Regions from separate parts of the Macaca mulatta genome. Here region 2 is linked to region 1. A link is a contact called in public Hi-C data. All regions are on one chromosome and are shown on one strand. The core of a region is the stretch at or near the end of the contact, and the rest is flanking DNA. Distances in the headings are between cores, read along the strand shown. Region 1 holds the start of C20H16orf86 (chromosome 20 C16orf86 homolog). Region 2 holds the start of GFOD2 (Gfo/Idh/MocA-like oxidoreductase domain containing 2).

Region 1 (7,887 bases), core at 3,858-6,357:
AATGGCGTGATCTCGGCTCACTGCAACCTCCACCCCCCTGGTTCAAGCAATTCTCCTGCCTCAGCCTCCCGAGTAGGTAGCTGGAATTACAGGCGCACACCACCACGTCCGACTAATTTTTTTGTATTTTTAGTAGAGACGGGGTTTCACCATGTTGGCCGGCTGGCTGGTTTCGAACTCCTGACCTCGTGATCCACCCATCTTGGCCTCCCAAAGTACTGGGATTACAGGCGTGAGCCACCGCCCCCAGCCTAATTTTTGTATTTTTAGTAGAGACGGGGTTTCACCACGTTGTCCAGGCTGGTCTTGAACTTCTGGCCTAAGTGATCTGCCCCCCCACCCGCCTCCCAAGGTGCTAGGATTACAGGCATGAACCACTGCACCTGGCCACTTGTTTTGAATATGTAATTTCAACTTTTATTTTACATTCAGGGGGTACATGTGTAAGTTTGTTACATGTGTATACTGTGTGATGCTGAGGTTTGGGGACGATTGGTCTCATCACCCAGGTAGTGAACACAGTACTCAATAGGTTTTTTCAACACTCACCCCACCCACTCTCTGCCCCCTCTCATAGTCTTGTGTTTGTGTTTCCCATCTTTGTGTCCATGTGTACCCAATGTGTAGCTCCCACTTGTGAGAACATGTTCTATTTGGTTTCCTGTTCCCGTGTTAATTTGCTTAGGATAGTGGTCTCAGCCGTTTCCATGTTGCTGCAACGGACACGATTTCATTCTTTTTTATGGCTGCATCATTTTTACTTCTTGAGACAGGGAAAAATGTTGCCCAGGCTGGTCTTGAACTCCCGGGCTCAAACGATCCTCCTGCCTCAGCCTCCCAAATATCTGGGACTACAGACACAGACCACCACACCCAGCTACACATGTCTCCCTAAATCATGTAGCATTGCCCCTTTACAGCGAGCTTCTAGGAGTAGTAGGGACTTGATCCTTTCTGCAGTTCCTGCCACCCACCCTGCTTAGACAAGTCCATTGGGTAATAGGCCTCAGGAATTGCAGACTAGTTCTCCCACGATTTCTAATTCCTGCCTCGCCTGTGAGAAGACAGGACCAGCTCTTCCTTATCAGTGCTGGCCTTGCTTACACTTCCAGCCCTGGAGGCTGCACAAAGATAGGGGGGCCTTCTGGGGTTAGGCCTTAGCCAGAGAGTCCGCAGGTCGGCAGATCCTGCACAACTGAGGACAGGGATTCCTAGATCCCAGGGTGTAGTCTCCTGCAAGGCCACTTCTCTCCAGGCCTCTGCCTTCCCAACCATAAAGCGAGGAGGTTAAGCTCCATTATCTTGGCTGGGTGTGTTGGCTCATGCCTGTAATCCCAGCACTTTGGGAGGCCAAGGAGGGAGGATTGCTTGGGGTCCAGAGTTTGAGACCAACCTGAGGAACACAGACCCTATCTCCACAAAAAAATTTTTTGGCCAGGCACGGCGGCTCACATTTGTAATCCTTGAGTCCGGGAGGTGGAGGTTGCAGTGAGCCAAGATTGTGCCACTGCACTCCAGCCTGGGTGACAGAAGGAGACCCTGTCTCAAAGAAAAAAAAAACATCCTGAGCCCATGGCTTGCCATGGGGCCAGTGAGCCCCCAAGTGACCCTGTCAAAGGAGGGAGCAGCCTGGGATGATGCCAGAAAGGGGACCCTGCTTTTCCCACCCGAACCTGCCCATCCCACTTCCTCCAGTGACCTTCCCAGGCCATATTCCAGGGAACCTACACATGACTGTGTCCTCGGGATGACCTCAGCCTTTCAGATTCCGGCATGTCCCTCTCTGCAACTTCCTCCACCCTCACTTCGGTCTCATCACCTTGGTGCCTTTTAGGGGGCCCTCTGGCTTGGTGGATGTGATGCAATGAGATGTGCCCTTAGGGAGCTCACAATCTAGCCCTGAAGACAGTTAAAACCCACATGATAGTAGTATGTAGGTGTTACAATGCAGGGCAACATGGCATGCTGTCTGCCTCCCCAGGAAGCAGGGTTTTCAAAGGTGTATGTGCACTAGCCAGGGGGAGAGGTGGGAATAAAGGCATTTTAGGCAGAGGAAACCCCACATGCACAGAGTAAAGGGAGGAAAAGGTGTAACTGCTCAGGGAATTACAGGAAGCCACTGAGTTCTAAGGTAGCTGGGGCAAGAGAAGGGGAATCCCAAGGGGGAGTGACACCATCAGGGGCTCAGGTGTGTGTGTCGCAGGGCCACTGGATGGATCTGTGGGCCAAGGGACGACAGGCAGGGAGACCAGTGAGGCTGTCACCTGGAGATGACAGTGGTCCAGGCAACGGTGCTGACTGTGGGGTCCGAGAGGTTCTCAGCCTGAAAGGGTATGTTCACTGGCCTCAATGTCTGCTTAGCTTGTAGGAATCAGGGGGCAAAGAACAGGATGGAGTCTGGGGTGACATCCAAGATTCTAGCTTAAACAGTTGCGCAGATGAGATACAGGAGGAAAAGCCAGTTGGAGGGAGGGGAAATTATCCATGAACTTGAAATTCCCTGTGTCTGTTTGTGGTGTCCAAGGAACACACAGGAGGCCCAGGATGTGCAGTTTCCAAAATGGCCAACACTGGCTGGCTCTGGCAGCAGAGATCCCTGCCGGTTGGACACAGTTGTCATCCAGTGGCTTGGCCTCAGGGCCCCAGATGCACTTACTGCCCCTGCCCACCCCTGCCTGTCAGGAAAACATCACTGATGCCCTGTCACCTGTGACCAGGGGCTACTCCATGGACAAGGTCCGGTCCAGCTATGGTCTGGCAATGAGTGGAAAACATCCCAAAGCTGTCACTCCGGCGACAGGCAAAAGAACTCTGAGCTACCTCCTAGGAGGATCCCAAGTTTTGATCCCCTCAAGGTGAAACCAAATGCAGGCCCTTCCCCAGGAGACAAAGAGTAGGGCCAAACACCTGCTTCCCATGACCCTACAGACCCTTTCTTTCCTCTGCTCCAAGTTCCTCCTTCTCACTTCCCTCTTCATCACCCAGTTAGCCGCCTGACCCTCAGATTCACCTAAACACACAGTACCAGGTCCACCCCAATTCAGTGAGGCATGGGGTGGCACAAAGGCATCTGTCATTGTCAAAGTCTCAGGAGATGCAGATGACCATTCAGGCCTCAAACCCTGCACTGTTGAGTCCTCCATCCTCTTTCCCAGTTCAGGAAACCTATCCGGGGAATCACAAAGTCTTTGAAAAAGAAAAATATTTATTTTCAGCAAGCCCAAAGTCCCAAGTGGGGGCAGGTGCCAAATTTGCCCCCTCCACCAGAGGGCCTAGGCCCACAGGAAGCCTGAAGCCAAATTCAGGCATGGAAGGAGGGGAGCCACCAGTGGGGCGGGACAGTCACTTGTACTGAGGAGAGAGCGGGGGGACAAGCGGAGCAGTGCAGACACTCAGCATCTTGTCGATGTCCACCTGGGTTGACTTATCCACCTCAGCCTTGTGGTGGTCACTCACCCCCAAGCTGGGCAAGCCCCCAGCCTCCTCTCCAGCCTCCTCTCCGAGGGGAGCCAGAGCATGGATGGGGGTCACTAATGGACTGGGACAGGGCAAAGCGAGGCCTGGGCCCAGCTCACCTGCCAAGGGCAGCAAGGCCTGCAGTTGCTCCACACCTGCCTCCTTGGGAACCAGGGCCAGCTCTGCCTCTGCCTCCACCTCGGCCTCCCCGTCCCCCTCCCCTGCCTGGTTCAGCTCGGGGTTGCAATAGTTGATGTACTGGTACAGGGGCCGCAGGCGCTGGGCCTTTCCTGCAAAGACCCAGGGCAGGGCAGAGGCTAGAGCGCCAGGTTGTGCCATGTCAGGCCCCACAGGGAGAAGGAACAGCCCAGGGACTGCCACTCACGCTCCAGCCCCAATGTCTCTAAGGGTGCAGACACCGTGCTGGCCACAGCGTGGAGCACGGGAGCCCCCAGGCTCTTGCGCTTCTTGGCTTTTTTGTGCTGTTTGGCAGATGGTGAGGGCTCACTCTGGCCGCCCTCTGGCTCCTCCTCCTGCAGCGGCAGCCTGGGTGGCAGCTCAGCTTCAGCCTTGGGATGGGCACGAAGGCCCGGGAGGCTGAGGGACCTGAGCCAGGGACAAGAGACCTGACCCAGGGAATACCCCAGCCTGCCCACCGCCCCAGGACTCGACGCCTGCCCCTTTCCTGGTCGATGAGGCCCCAGGCCCAAGAGGCTTAGAGGCCAGTGAGCCCAGTGCCCTACAAACCCTGAAGCTCCCACTCTCCTGCTGCTCCCTACATGGGGGCTCTGGAAGAACGGGAGAGGAGAGTGATGGTAGTGACAGGGGACAAGAATCCTTCCTGCAGGAGTGCAGGAATCAGGAATGCTACTGGGGTGTGTGCCCCAACCCCGGGCCTGCAGCTCCTTCCCCTCCTCCTCCCCCAGAGCCCCCTCACTTGACAGGCTTTCTCTTTGGACCATGACGGGGCCTCACAATGGAGACCACGGGCCTGGGGCCTCTCTCCTCTAGCGCCCCGGCTTCCGGCTTGGGCCTCTCCTCCTCCAGCTTGGGTCCTTCCTCCTGGAGCTCCAGCTCCGAAGCTGCGCCTGCTGGGCGCTGGTCTTCACCCTGGGTTCCGCGGGCCTCATGGGCTGGCACCAGGAAATGTTCTTCCGCCACTGGACACTAGAGGTGACACACAGGCCATCGGTCACCATGGTCGGGCAAAGGACATAGGGATCCGTCACTGAACACCTAACATTAGACACCGAAACGGGAATAAGGACACCAGCCTGTGCCCCTCCCCGCCTGGAGGGCCCAGCCTGGCAGTTAGCGGGTCGGGGCGCTCAGAGTTCCGCCTCTCAGAGTGCTGCGGCCCCCTGTTTGAAGGTTAAACAGCCTGACGGTCACCTCGGAGGTCTCAGCGCTGCCGGGGTCCTCCGCGAGCTGTCCCTGCCCCACTACCGTAGCCTCCTGGACCCCCGGCCGCCTCTCCGCCCCTGCCGAGGCCATGGCTGCGCAGGCTCAGTGCATCCTCCACAGCTGCTTGGGGAGGGCCCCGAGCGGCTGGATGGTGGCCCCGCGCTGACCCTGGAGACGGGCCAGCAAGCGAGGGCAGAGCTGGGAAGCGAAACCCGCGACCGCGGAGCCCACACTCAGCGGAAACTACAAGCCCCAGGACGCTTTGCGCCAGGGTCAGTGGGCCCTGACCCCGGGGACGGAAGCCACGGTTGCCCGGCAACAACAACTCCCGTCGGGTGGCAGCGGCTGGCGGCAAAACCTCTCGAGTGAGCCCCTGCCCAAGTGCCGCGGGGGAGAGGCCGCGAGCGGGACCGAGAAGTGGGCTGGGGGGAGAGGTCGCGGAGGCGGCGAGCGAGGCCGGGGCCCAGGCAGGGACCGGCAGGGGCCCGGGAGTGACGGGCACGCCAGGGTCAGGGTCCTAGGCGAGGGAGGAGGCCCGGGGTTGGGGAAGGGGGCCCGGGGAGGGAGGTGCACAGCCCTGCAGGCCTCGGGGCACCGTTGCTGGGCGGTGCCGGCGGCATGTGCGAGGGCCCGTCCCGCATCTCGGGGCCCATCCCCCCAGACCCGACGCTCTGCCCTGACTACTACCGGCGGCCGGCCTCGGGTGAGTCCGGGGGCTTGGCGGTGGTGCTAGGCTCAGGGGTCGGCCCCGGCTCCACCTGAGTCCTGGACTCCGCCCGGCTCCGCCCCACAGCTCAAGGGCGCCTCGAGGGAAACGCGCTGAAGCTGGACTTGCTGACCTCGGACCGGGCCCTGGACGCCACCGCTCCCTGTGGCCCCCGCATCGGTCCCGGTGCCCGAGAGATCCTGGAGCGCGGCCGGCGCGGCGTCGGGGACGTGCTGTTGCAACTCGAGGGGATCTCCCTAGGTCCTGGGGCCTCTCTTAAGAGTAAGTCCCAGGAATGGAAGAAGGGGCAGAGAGGCAATGCGGGGTGGAAAGAGATCAAAAGCAGCTGCTCTTTCCGCCCTGACCTGGGCCCAGGCTTTGCATCTCTTGAGTCTCAGTTTCCCCAACTATAAAAGGGGGAGAAATGTGCTACCTTCTCGAAGGAAGTGAACTGAATAAGGTAGTTCCCACGAAGCCCTAGCTCTGCTTCGTGCATTTATTTTATTTATTTATTTATTTATTTATTTATTTTTATTTTTTGAGACGGAGTCTCGCTCTGTCGCCCAGGCTGGAGTGCAGTGGCCGGATCTCAGCTCACTGCAAGCTCCGCCTCCCGGGTTCACGCCATTCTCCTGCCTCAGCCTCCCGAGTAGCTGGGACTACAGGCGCCCGCCACCATGCCCAGCTAAGTTTTTGTATTTTTAGTAGAGACGGGGTTTCACCGTGTTAGCTAGGATGGTCTCGATCTCCTGACCTCGTGATCCGCCCGTTTCGGCCTCCCAAAGTGCTGGGATTAGAGGCTTGAGCCACCGCGCCCAGCCTGCTCGTGCATTTATTACCCGTCAAATTTGTTTGTTGAGTGCCCACTGTGTGCCAGGCCATATAGGTGCTAGAACACAGGGTTGAAGATAAGCATGAGCCATCACTGAGTCAAGGTGGGAGACAAAGAACAAGAGATGAATGTCATATATGAGATGATCTATGGTATACTTCACTATAATAATGGAGAAAATCACCCGGATGCAGTGGCTCACTCCTGGAATCCCAGCACTTTGGGAGGCCCAGGCAGGCGGATCACTTGAGCCCAGGAGATGGAAACCAGCCTGGCCAACATGGTGAAACCCCATCTCTACAAAAAATACAAAAATTAGCCTGGCGTGGTGGCGTGTGTCTGTAATCCCAGCTACTCAGCAGGCTGAAGTGGGAGGATCCCTTGAGCTGGGGAGGTCAAGGCTGCAGTGAGCTGTGATCGTGCCGCTGTACTCCAGCCTGGGTGACAGAGCGAGACACTGTCTCAAATAGTAATAATAATAATGGAGACAGTCATCCTGAAATACTACATGAGGAAGGGAACTCTTTCTGTAGGAGGCAGGGGGCAGGCCTGTGTGTGAACTAGTGGAAGTTGGATTGTGTGGGCCCTATGTAGGGCAGAGACTGGTGGCATCTTTTCTCCAGGGAAGGACCCTAAAGACCATGAGAAGGAGAACCTGAGGCGGATCAGGGAGATTCAGAAGCGCTTCAGAGAACAGGAGCGCAGCCGAGAGCATGGACAGCCCAGGCCCCTGAAAGCTCTGTGGCGCTCACCCAAGTACGATAAGGTGGAGTCCCAGGTCAAGGCCCAGCTCCAGGTACCTGCTCCAGGGAGCCAGAAGTATTATCCTTTTTGTTGGCCAACAGGCAGCTATACCCTGATCCGAGTTCTGGGGAGGGAGGGAACTAAGAGACCCTGGCTCTGCTGCAGGGCGAGGCTGGGGGGCTTCTCAGAAGTGGTGATGGCGGGGCTGATCCTCAGGGGCAAGCAGCAGTTAGTCAAGGGGACAGCAGAGGAGAACATTCCCAAAAGATGGAAACTCACAGACCACAGGGCACGCAGCAGTGGAGATGCCAGGTGTACAGTTCACTGTGAGGAAAGAAAGGCGTGAAGTTAGGCCAAGAAGTCAGCTGGGCCCACATCAGGGGCCACAAAAGCCACTTTTCAGTCCTTATTTCTGAGGACAGTGGGAAGGGCAGGGGTATGGTGGGGGGCTCTGTCTCGGGTAGAGAGTAGCACCATCTTTCCATCCAGGGACTCAGCAGGAGGAGCAGGAGTGAGAGGAAAGGCAAGGTCACACAAATGTGTCTGGGCTGAAGCATCTGTGGGGCTCCCAGGGGGTGGGAGTGTATCCAGGAAGCAGATGGAAATTCAGGCCTGGATCTCAGGAGTGAGACCCAGGAGTTATTGACGATCAGGTTGAGGACAACGAGACCAAGGAAGTGACCGCCTGGATTTGAGGACTTGGAGGCCAGCCGTCAGGAACGTTGCGGGGCTAGAGCCAGGAAGC
Region 2 (7,887 bases), core at 2,815-5,314, 62 kb before region 1:
TTACTCTGTTCCTCTCCAGAGGGGCTCTCTGTCCCAGTTGGGCAGCTCACCTTTGGGACATAAGCCTTTGCCCCACAAGCTGTGGAGAGGGCCAAAACCAAGCTGCTTGAGCCCACTCTCTTGCTGAGAGTCCAGGCCTGCCTGCCAGCCGGAGGTGCCCCTTATGCACATCCAGTCCTACCAGCCTGCTTCCAGGAGCCTAGAGTGGGAAAGGCACCTGGGGGAGCCCTGGTGAAGGGCTGGACCTGACTCGTGGCGGCAGGAGGAAGACCTGGCTTTCTTGGTTTGTCCAGCTCTGGGGAGCAGCCTTCCCTACTCACTTTCCCCTTGCGGCACCAAATGGTCACTCCTTCCAGAGCAAAAACTGGCACTCATAGCAAGCCAGAACCCCCATTCCCATCCACATGGGTCTGTGGCTGGGTGCAGGCCATGAAAACGGACACCACGAGACAGAAGTGGGGACTGCCTGGCCACCCAGCGCCTTCCCACTTCTTAAGCAAGCACAAAGAAGATAAGGCAGAGAACTGTCAGAGCTGAAAGTTCCTTTGGTTGCTCACAACTCAGGTATGCACCCGTGTGGCAGCCAGGCAGCGGAGCCCTACTAGACTGCCAGTCTCATGCACCCAGACCTGTGGCCAGACTGTGGCCTCTGGCTGCCTCAGGCACTTGCCTCTTTGCATCGGGTTTTCCTCCATTGGTAACTACAGCTGAAACAGACATCCTCCACATTGTGCACACTGGTTTTGCCTTTGTCCTCGAGAGTTGATACTTGGCATTAGCATGAAACTTGTGGGTGTGGGAGGATGGAGAGAGAACTCTAACACAAAACATCTTATTAAAATTGTACTTGAGAGATTAAAAAAAAAAAACTCCTGTTGTATTTTGACAGAATTATTTTTATTAAAATACACATCCATGAGCAGTCATGTGTGTCTGGTCTCTGTTTTGAGTCTTATTGAGGTTGGCACCCCTTCTATGACACATCCTGTCCTAAAGGATTTGGGCCCTTCCCAGCCTCTCAAGTGCCCAGGCCCTTAGGTGCCTTCCTCAAGGACCCTTGAAACTATTTGTAAGACCCCAAAGAGGACAGGTACTTAAACCTTAGTTCTCTCTTGAAATGGCTTTCATCTTAGACAAGGAAAAAGTAGCAAATTCACCTAAAGAGCCTGGGAGCAGTGACTCACGCCAATAATCTTAGCACGTTGGGAGGCTGAGGCAGGTGGATCCCTTGAGCTCAGGAGTTCGAGAACAGCCTGGGCAACATGGCGAAACCCTTTCTCTACAAAAAATACAAAAATTGGCCAGGTGCAGTGGCTCACGCCTGTAATCCCAGCACTTTGGGAGGCCGAGGTGGGTGGATCACGAGGTCAGGAGATCGAGACCATCCTGGCTAACATGGTGAAACCCCGTCTCTACTAAAAATACAAAAAATTAGCTGGGCGTGGTGGCAGGTGCCTGTAGTCCCAGTTACTCGGGAGGCTGAGGCAGGAGAATGGTGTGAACCCGGGACGCGGAGCTTGCAGTGAGCCGAAGTCATACCACTGCACTCCAGCCTGGGTCAAGGCTGCAGTCAGCTGAGATCGTACCACTGCACTCCAGCCTGGGTGACAGAGTGAGACCCTGTCTCAAAAAAAAAAATTCAGCTAAATAAAGGTGGGCCACAGGAACTTCTCCCAACAAAAATAAGATATTAAGAATACATTCCAGAGCCAGGTGCAGTGGCTCACACCTGTAATCTCAGCACTTTGGGAGGTCGAGGCGAGCAGATCACCTGAGGTCAGGAGTTTGAGACCAGCCTAGCCAACATGGTGAAACCCCATCTCTACTAAAAGTACACAAATTTGCCGGGCGTGGTGGCGGGCTCCTGTAATCCCAGCTACTAGGGAGGCTGAGGCAGGAGAATTGCTTGAACCTGAGAGGCAAAGGTTTCAGTGAGCCAAGATCGCACCACTGCACTCCACCCTGGGTGACAAGAGCAAAACCCCATCTCAAACAACAACAACAACAACAAAACATTCCAGGGCCAGGTGCAGTGGCTCATGCCTGTAATCCCAGCACGTTGGGAGACCAAGGCAGGAGGATCGCTTGACCCCAGGAATTCGAGGCCAATCTGGGCAACATAGTGAGACCCTGTCTCTACAAAAAATGGAAAAAATTAGACATGTTGGTGTGTGCCTGTGGCCCCAGCTTCTCAGGAGGCTGAGGCTGGAGGATTGCTTGAGCCTGGGTGGTTGAGGTTGCAGTGAGCCATGATCGAGCCACTGTACTCCAGCCTGGATGACAGAGCAAGGCCCTGTCTGGAAAAAAAAAAAATTCTAAATATTATTCTCCTCAAATATTGCACAGTCAGAAAGTTTTCTGAGCATACCTCTTTTGAGAGTTGTTGTTTTTGGGGTGGTTTTTTTTGAGACAAAATCTTGCTGGGTGCAGTGGCTCACGCCTGTAATCCCAGCACTTTGGGAGGCCGAGGCGGGTGGATCATGAGGCCAGGAGATCCAGACCACGGTGAAACCCCATCTCTACTAAAAATACAAAAAAAAAAAAAAAAATTACCCAGGTGTGGTGGTGGGCGCCTGTAGTCCCAGCTACTCGGGAGGCTGAGGCAGGAGAATGGCGTGAACTCGGGAGGCGGAGCTTGCTGTGAGCCGAGATGACGCCACTGCACTCCAGCCTTGGTGACACAGTGAGACTCCATCTCAAAAAAAAAAAAAAAAAAAGAATGCTCTTAGGGAAGAGGTAGCATAGAGGGGAAAATGTGGGTTTTACATTAAGCATAAAGTCCTGGTTCTATATAAATAAAGCCAGAGTAGGCTCACTTTCCTCTAGACTAGTGGTTCTCAACTGGGAATGATTTTGCTCCCAGGGAGACACTTGGCAATGTCTGGAGATTTTTTGGTAGTCACAACTGGGCTTGGGGTGCTACTGGCATCTACTGGGTAGAGCCAGGGATGCTGCCAAACATCCTACAATGCAGACAGCTCCCCCCATCCCTGCCCAACAAAGAATTATCAGGTCCAAAATGTCAGTAGTGCCATTGTTGAGAAATCCTACTCAAGAAGAGTGGAACTCTGAACAATGACTAAGAAACAGATCAAACAGGCACATTTTGACTCTGCCTCCCTTCCGCCTGGCTCTTGAGGATCCAGGAGAGAAAGGATAAAACACCATTAGAAGAGGGGGGGTTTAGGGGTTACAACTTATCACTCGGGGAGCCTTCCATGCTGACAGGTGGTAGGAGTCCTGTCTCCTCCGCTCAAAGCAGGCATAGCTCTACTGCTAGTTAGCATATCTTAGTAGGAACTGCCTCACGCTTAGGTCAGCTGACATATTCTGTCATCACAGGCTGCTCTGGAATGATGGCTGGGAGACCATCCTAATGCCAGCTGAGTGGGGATCTTGATACTCAGCAGGAGGGTCAGACAAGCAGGGATGGGGGCTCCCCATGCAGATACAAACCCCAATCACATTTCCTACACAGCCAGTTTTATTCTAAGATCTACCGGCTTCCTTACTCTAGCGGACAGTCTTCTATTTACTTTGGTGGGGCATAGGCTTCAGTAAAGAGGCCAAGGGGACTGAGGTCACAATCCTGAAGAGCACTGATATTTAAAGAACAATCAAAAAACATCCAGAGGAAGAGGAGCCCAGATAGGCACCTGAGAAAACGGAAAAACGAGTCACTGGGAGTCAGGAAGCCAGGAAGTCCGACGAGTTCGAGAGAACTGGCCTTCTGCAGATATGTCGTTGTCCAACAAGAAATCGTCTTTCATTCCAGGACCACCAAGGCTAACCACAGCTCCCAAAACCTGGTTCTTGACGCCGGTCAGCGGACCGGAGAGAAGCCAAGCTTAGGAAACCGCTGGCTCCGCCGCCTCCGCCGCCGGAAATGAACGACGTGAGCCTCCTAGCCAGGCTGCTTAACCTCCGCCCCCAACCTGCGAGCATGCGCAGTTCCCCGCTACGGCCCCTCCCAGCGTAGGCCCACTCCCGTTATAGAGCATGCGCAGTCCTTATGCCGTCCCGCCCCTCCCTTTCCAGAGCCCCCCGTTCCTTAGAAACCAGGCGGCGCGTTCCGGGTGGCGGCGCCCTGGACTCCCGGGCCCGCGCATCCCCGCCAGCCTTCCTTAAAGCGGATGGGTGGCTGCCGAGACCCCCCGGGACCCATGGTCTCCAGTGCAGCGCGGAGTGGGCGATGCCAGCGTGCCAGGTGAGAGGCGGCCAGCGGCGGCGGGTGAGGGCGAAGGAGGGCATGGCGCGGCCGGGAGCTGGCGGCGACAGGGCCTCCTCCGAGGCCCGGCGCCGGAGGTTGGAGGCGTGGACCCGCAGAGCCGGGGCTGGAGGGGGCTCGTTCCAACTGCCTGCAGGCGGGCGGAGTGAAGGGTCGCCTTGGGGTTCGCCCTTTCCACCGCAGAAATAGGACCCGCAGGCTTGGTGGTAGAATTATAGGATTTGGGATCCTGGAAGAACCTGAGACATAATCCATCCTTTACCAGATGCAAAAACCTAGTCTCCCCTGCCCTGTGCCTAGCCGACCTCCTGCCTGTGTTAGGATGGACGCTTTGTGGATGAGGATGTGTGTGAGGTGTAGAAGCTTGGGACAAAGGGCTCGTGGGGTAGCTAGTTCATCCCCTTTCAGAATGATATGGGACTTTTGGGGATAGATATTTAAGAAACGGGTTTTCAGTTGACAGGTGGAAGAAGGGACACCCCAGAAGGTGCGAGTGACTCTGCCAGCCCCCATATACCCTATGGCCATGTCTCAGTGGCCCTGGCCTACCTTTGTAGCTCTGGAAGGAAGCAGATGGACTTGAGACAAAAGGTGAAGTGAGGTATTCCCATCAAGGCCCTATCACACTTAAAAGGTGAGGGAGGAAGAGTGGACAGGAACATGAGGGCTTGGGAATGATTGTGTGAAGAGTTTATCCTCCAGACTACAGCACGATCTAAAGAGCAAGGCAGGGTAGAAGAGTTGAAAGCTGCATTGGATAGGCATCAAGGAAGCTTATTTAACTGTCTTATTTATGTTCATTGTTCCCATAATGTCATCCTGAGGGCAAGAAAGTGGATGCCCTTTTAAATGTCCAAAAAGAACTGGGGCAGGGCACCACCTTTGTGATCTGTGGGGCCCAAAAGCCTCTAAAGGAATAGCCCTTAGTGTGTGGCCCTTAAGTTGAAGGGAACAGTATTTAATTTAGAAAAGGAAGACACTTAAATTTATTGTGATACGGAGCAATATAGAGAAGATGGTTTTCTTTGAGTCGGGGAAGCTATATTCATTCTTGATAAGGAAACTTACTTCCTTCTGAAAAGCTACACTAGAGAACAAAAGAATTTTAAGGCCATCTATTTTACAGAAATCGTGAAAAAATTAACTGCTTTTGGGATTGGGAGTTTAGAGAACCTGCCTGGACCAAGAGAGGAAAATTTTCAACAGACGCTTCTGTTGGTCGATTCCTTATTTCACAGATAAAGATCCTATTGTGAGAGGTTTTCTCTTACCACCTGGTTTTCCCACTTTTGCTATGGAATAATCATTGGTTTGGGTTTGTTTATTTATTTATTTATTGAGACGGAGTCTCTGTCACCCATGCTGGAGTGCAGTGGTGCAATCTCAGCTCACTGCAACCTCCGTCTCCCAGGTTCAAGCGATTCTCCGGCCTCAGCCTCCCAAGTAGCTGGGACTACAGGCATGTACCACCATGCCCAGCTAATTTTTGTATGTTTAGTAGAGAAGGGGTTTCACATGTTGGCCAGACTGGTCTCGAACTCCTGACCTCAGATGATCTACCTGCCTCGGCCTCCCAAAGTGCTGAGATTACAGGTGTGAGCCACCACGCCCAGCCCTCATTTTTGTTTTTATTTGCTAGGGCAATTGATATCTGATTTCTATAGTAATACTAGAACACATTAGTAGTAGAACTAGGTATTTTTTAAAAAGCCTCTCCTGACCCAAAACTTAAAAATTAGAAGTATGTGATTTTTAAAAGATGGTCCCTGATTCTAATCATCAAAGCTTGTTTGTCCCTCGCTTGATAAAAACAAATTTTCTATTTACATTTGACTTTGCAGCAGGTTTTTCCCCTTGCCCTTATAAGAAGATAGATTGGAAGTATAATAATGTTAACAGGTGAAATCAGTTTAAAGAAGAAAGCTTTGGGCCGGGCGCAGTGGCTCATGCCTGTAATCCTAGCACTTTGAGAGGCCGAGGTGGGTGGATCATCTGAGGTCAGGAGTTTGAGACCAGCCTCACCAACATAATGAAACCCCATCTCTACTGAAAATACAAAATTAGCTGGGCATGGTGGTACACGTCTGTAATCCCAGCTACTTGGGACACTGAGGCAGGAGAATCGCTTGAACCTGGGAGGCAGAATTCGCAGTGAGCCGATACCGCGCCATTGCACTCCAGCCTGGATGACAAGAGCTAAACTCTGGTTCAAAAAAAAAAAGAAGAAAACTTTGTTTTGGCTTCATAATTTCAGCATCATACCATAACTATGGGTATTGTGACTGTGCTTTTTACTGACTTTTCTTGCACTTGTGGGGTTATTTTGTTTAAATACCTCAGGAGATATAATGGAGCATTATCAGAAGCAGATGTAACCTGTGTGGAAAATCAGTACTGTTAACCAAATTCTGTCAGAAAGACTTCATGAAAATCATTGTGTTCTGTGCAGAAACCTTCATTACTTTCAGGTTGACCCAGAGGAAGGTAAGACAAGGAGGCCAAAATCAAGTCAAGGTAAAATGGAAGGGAGCAGTTGCCATCTGTGGAACTGGATGGAGTGTGGGAGAGTGTTTTGAACTTGGGCCCAAATACTTTGAATGAGCTTTGGAGAGGGTACTGCTTAAATATGGCTGTGGTGTGCCCTGTGGATTTGTGTGCGTTTTCTGAACTCCAATCAGAAAAACACTTGTTTTCAGAGAAGGGTAGATTTACAGAGGACTCTCAAAAGTCCTGGTTGCTATGACAGTGAAACCTTTGACAAATAATTACTTAACTTCTATGCCATTTTCTGGAGCAACTGAGGGCAGTTATCATATCTGGCCTGTAATAAAGTAATCAACAGTGTTTGACAGGCCAACCGTGAGGAAACTACCAGATAAACCAGCAATGCTAACAGAAGCTACTTTCACTGAACTGATTTTCTAGTTTTCCCATAAGAGGAGAAATGGAATGGGGATGCAATGTCATCTGATGTTAGAAGTTGAAATGCAGAGGTTGGTGTTCAGAAAACACAGGAATCAGAGAGACCGCTAACTTAGAAATAGGAAAAGTGCCTTTCTGATGCCTGAAAAGTCACTCATGCATATTTTTTTTAAATGTTTATTCATTTTTGAGACAGGGTCTTGCTCTGTCACCAAGGCTGGAATACAGTGGCGTGATCACAGCTCACTGCAGCCTCTGACTCCTGGGCTCAAGTGATCCCCCCCACCTCAGCCTCCTGAGTAGCTGGGACCACAGGTGCATGTCACCATAGCCAGCTAATAAAAAAAAGTTTGTCTTTTTTTTTTTTTTTTTTAAGAGATGGGGGTCTCTATGACAGGGGGTCCAATTCTAGAACAAATCCACAATTGGAATTAGAGTACATCTAGGAAAGAATGGAATTGGAGATTTTGCTATTTTTGAGAACTTATATGCAGTTTAGCAATGGAACATTATCTTTCTTACATTCAAAAGTAGTAGGTTTATATTAGCAAACTTAAAAGTAAACTGAAATTTGGAGTCTAAAAGTCCTTATGGAAAATTTAAATGGCAGGTGTTTTAAAAATTGAGAATGAAAGATACTTGAAAAACTTGGGTTCATGAAAGTTAGAATGATAAGAGATACTGAGAAAAACATGAAAGCAGGAAGACTTCCCTATACTCTAACACCACCTTATAAG

Evidence for each region. A called contact is a pair of places that touch in the nucleus more often than the background predicts.
Region 2: a contact with region 1 is called in a Hi-C map of blood, with 4 times the contacts expected there. The contact joins the promoter of GFOD2 here to the promoter of C20H16orf86 in region 1. A contact is called at or near these places in 2 of 14 Hi-C or Micro-C datasets (blood and liver).

Annotation. Positions count from the first base shown.
Region 1 is chr20:63,219,942-63,227,828 of T2T-MMU8v2.0, reverse strand. It overlaps C20H16orf86 (chromosome 20 C16orf86 homolog), which reads right to left and starts at 5,107. Exons shown (of 4, transcript XM_001093031.5): 1 at 4,849-5,107; 2 at 4,394-4,623; 3 at 3,842-4,062; 4 at 3,188-3,746. The coding sequence starts at 4,950. The coding sequence ends at 3,343. ENKD1 (enkurin domain containing 1) reads left to right here and starts at 5,157. Exons shown (of 7, transcript NM_001193959.2): 1 at 5,157-5,563; 2 at 5,654-5,848; 3 at 7,022-7,194. The coding sequence starts at 5,479.
Region 2 is chr20:63,280,563-63,288,449 of T2T-MMU8v2.0, reverse strand. GFOD2 (Gfo/Idh/MocA-like oxidoreductase domain containing 2) reads left to right here and starts at 4,064. Exons shown (of 3, transcript NM_001260710.1): 1 at 4,064-4,207.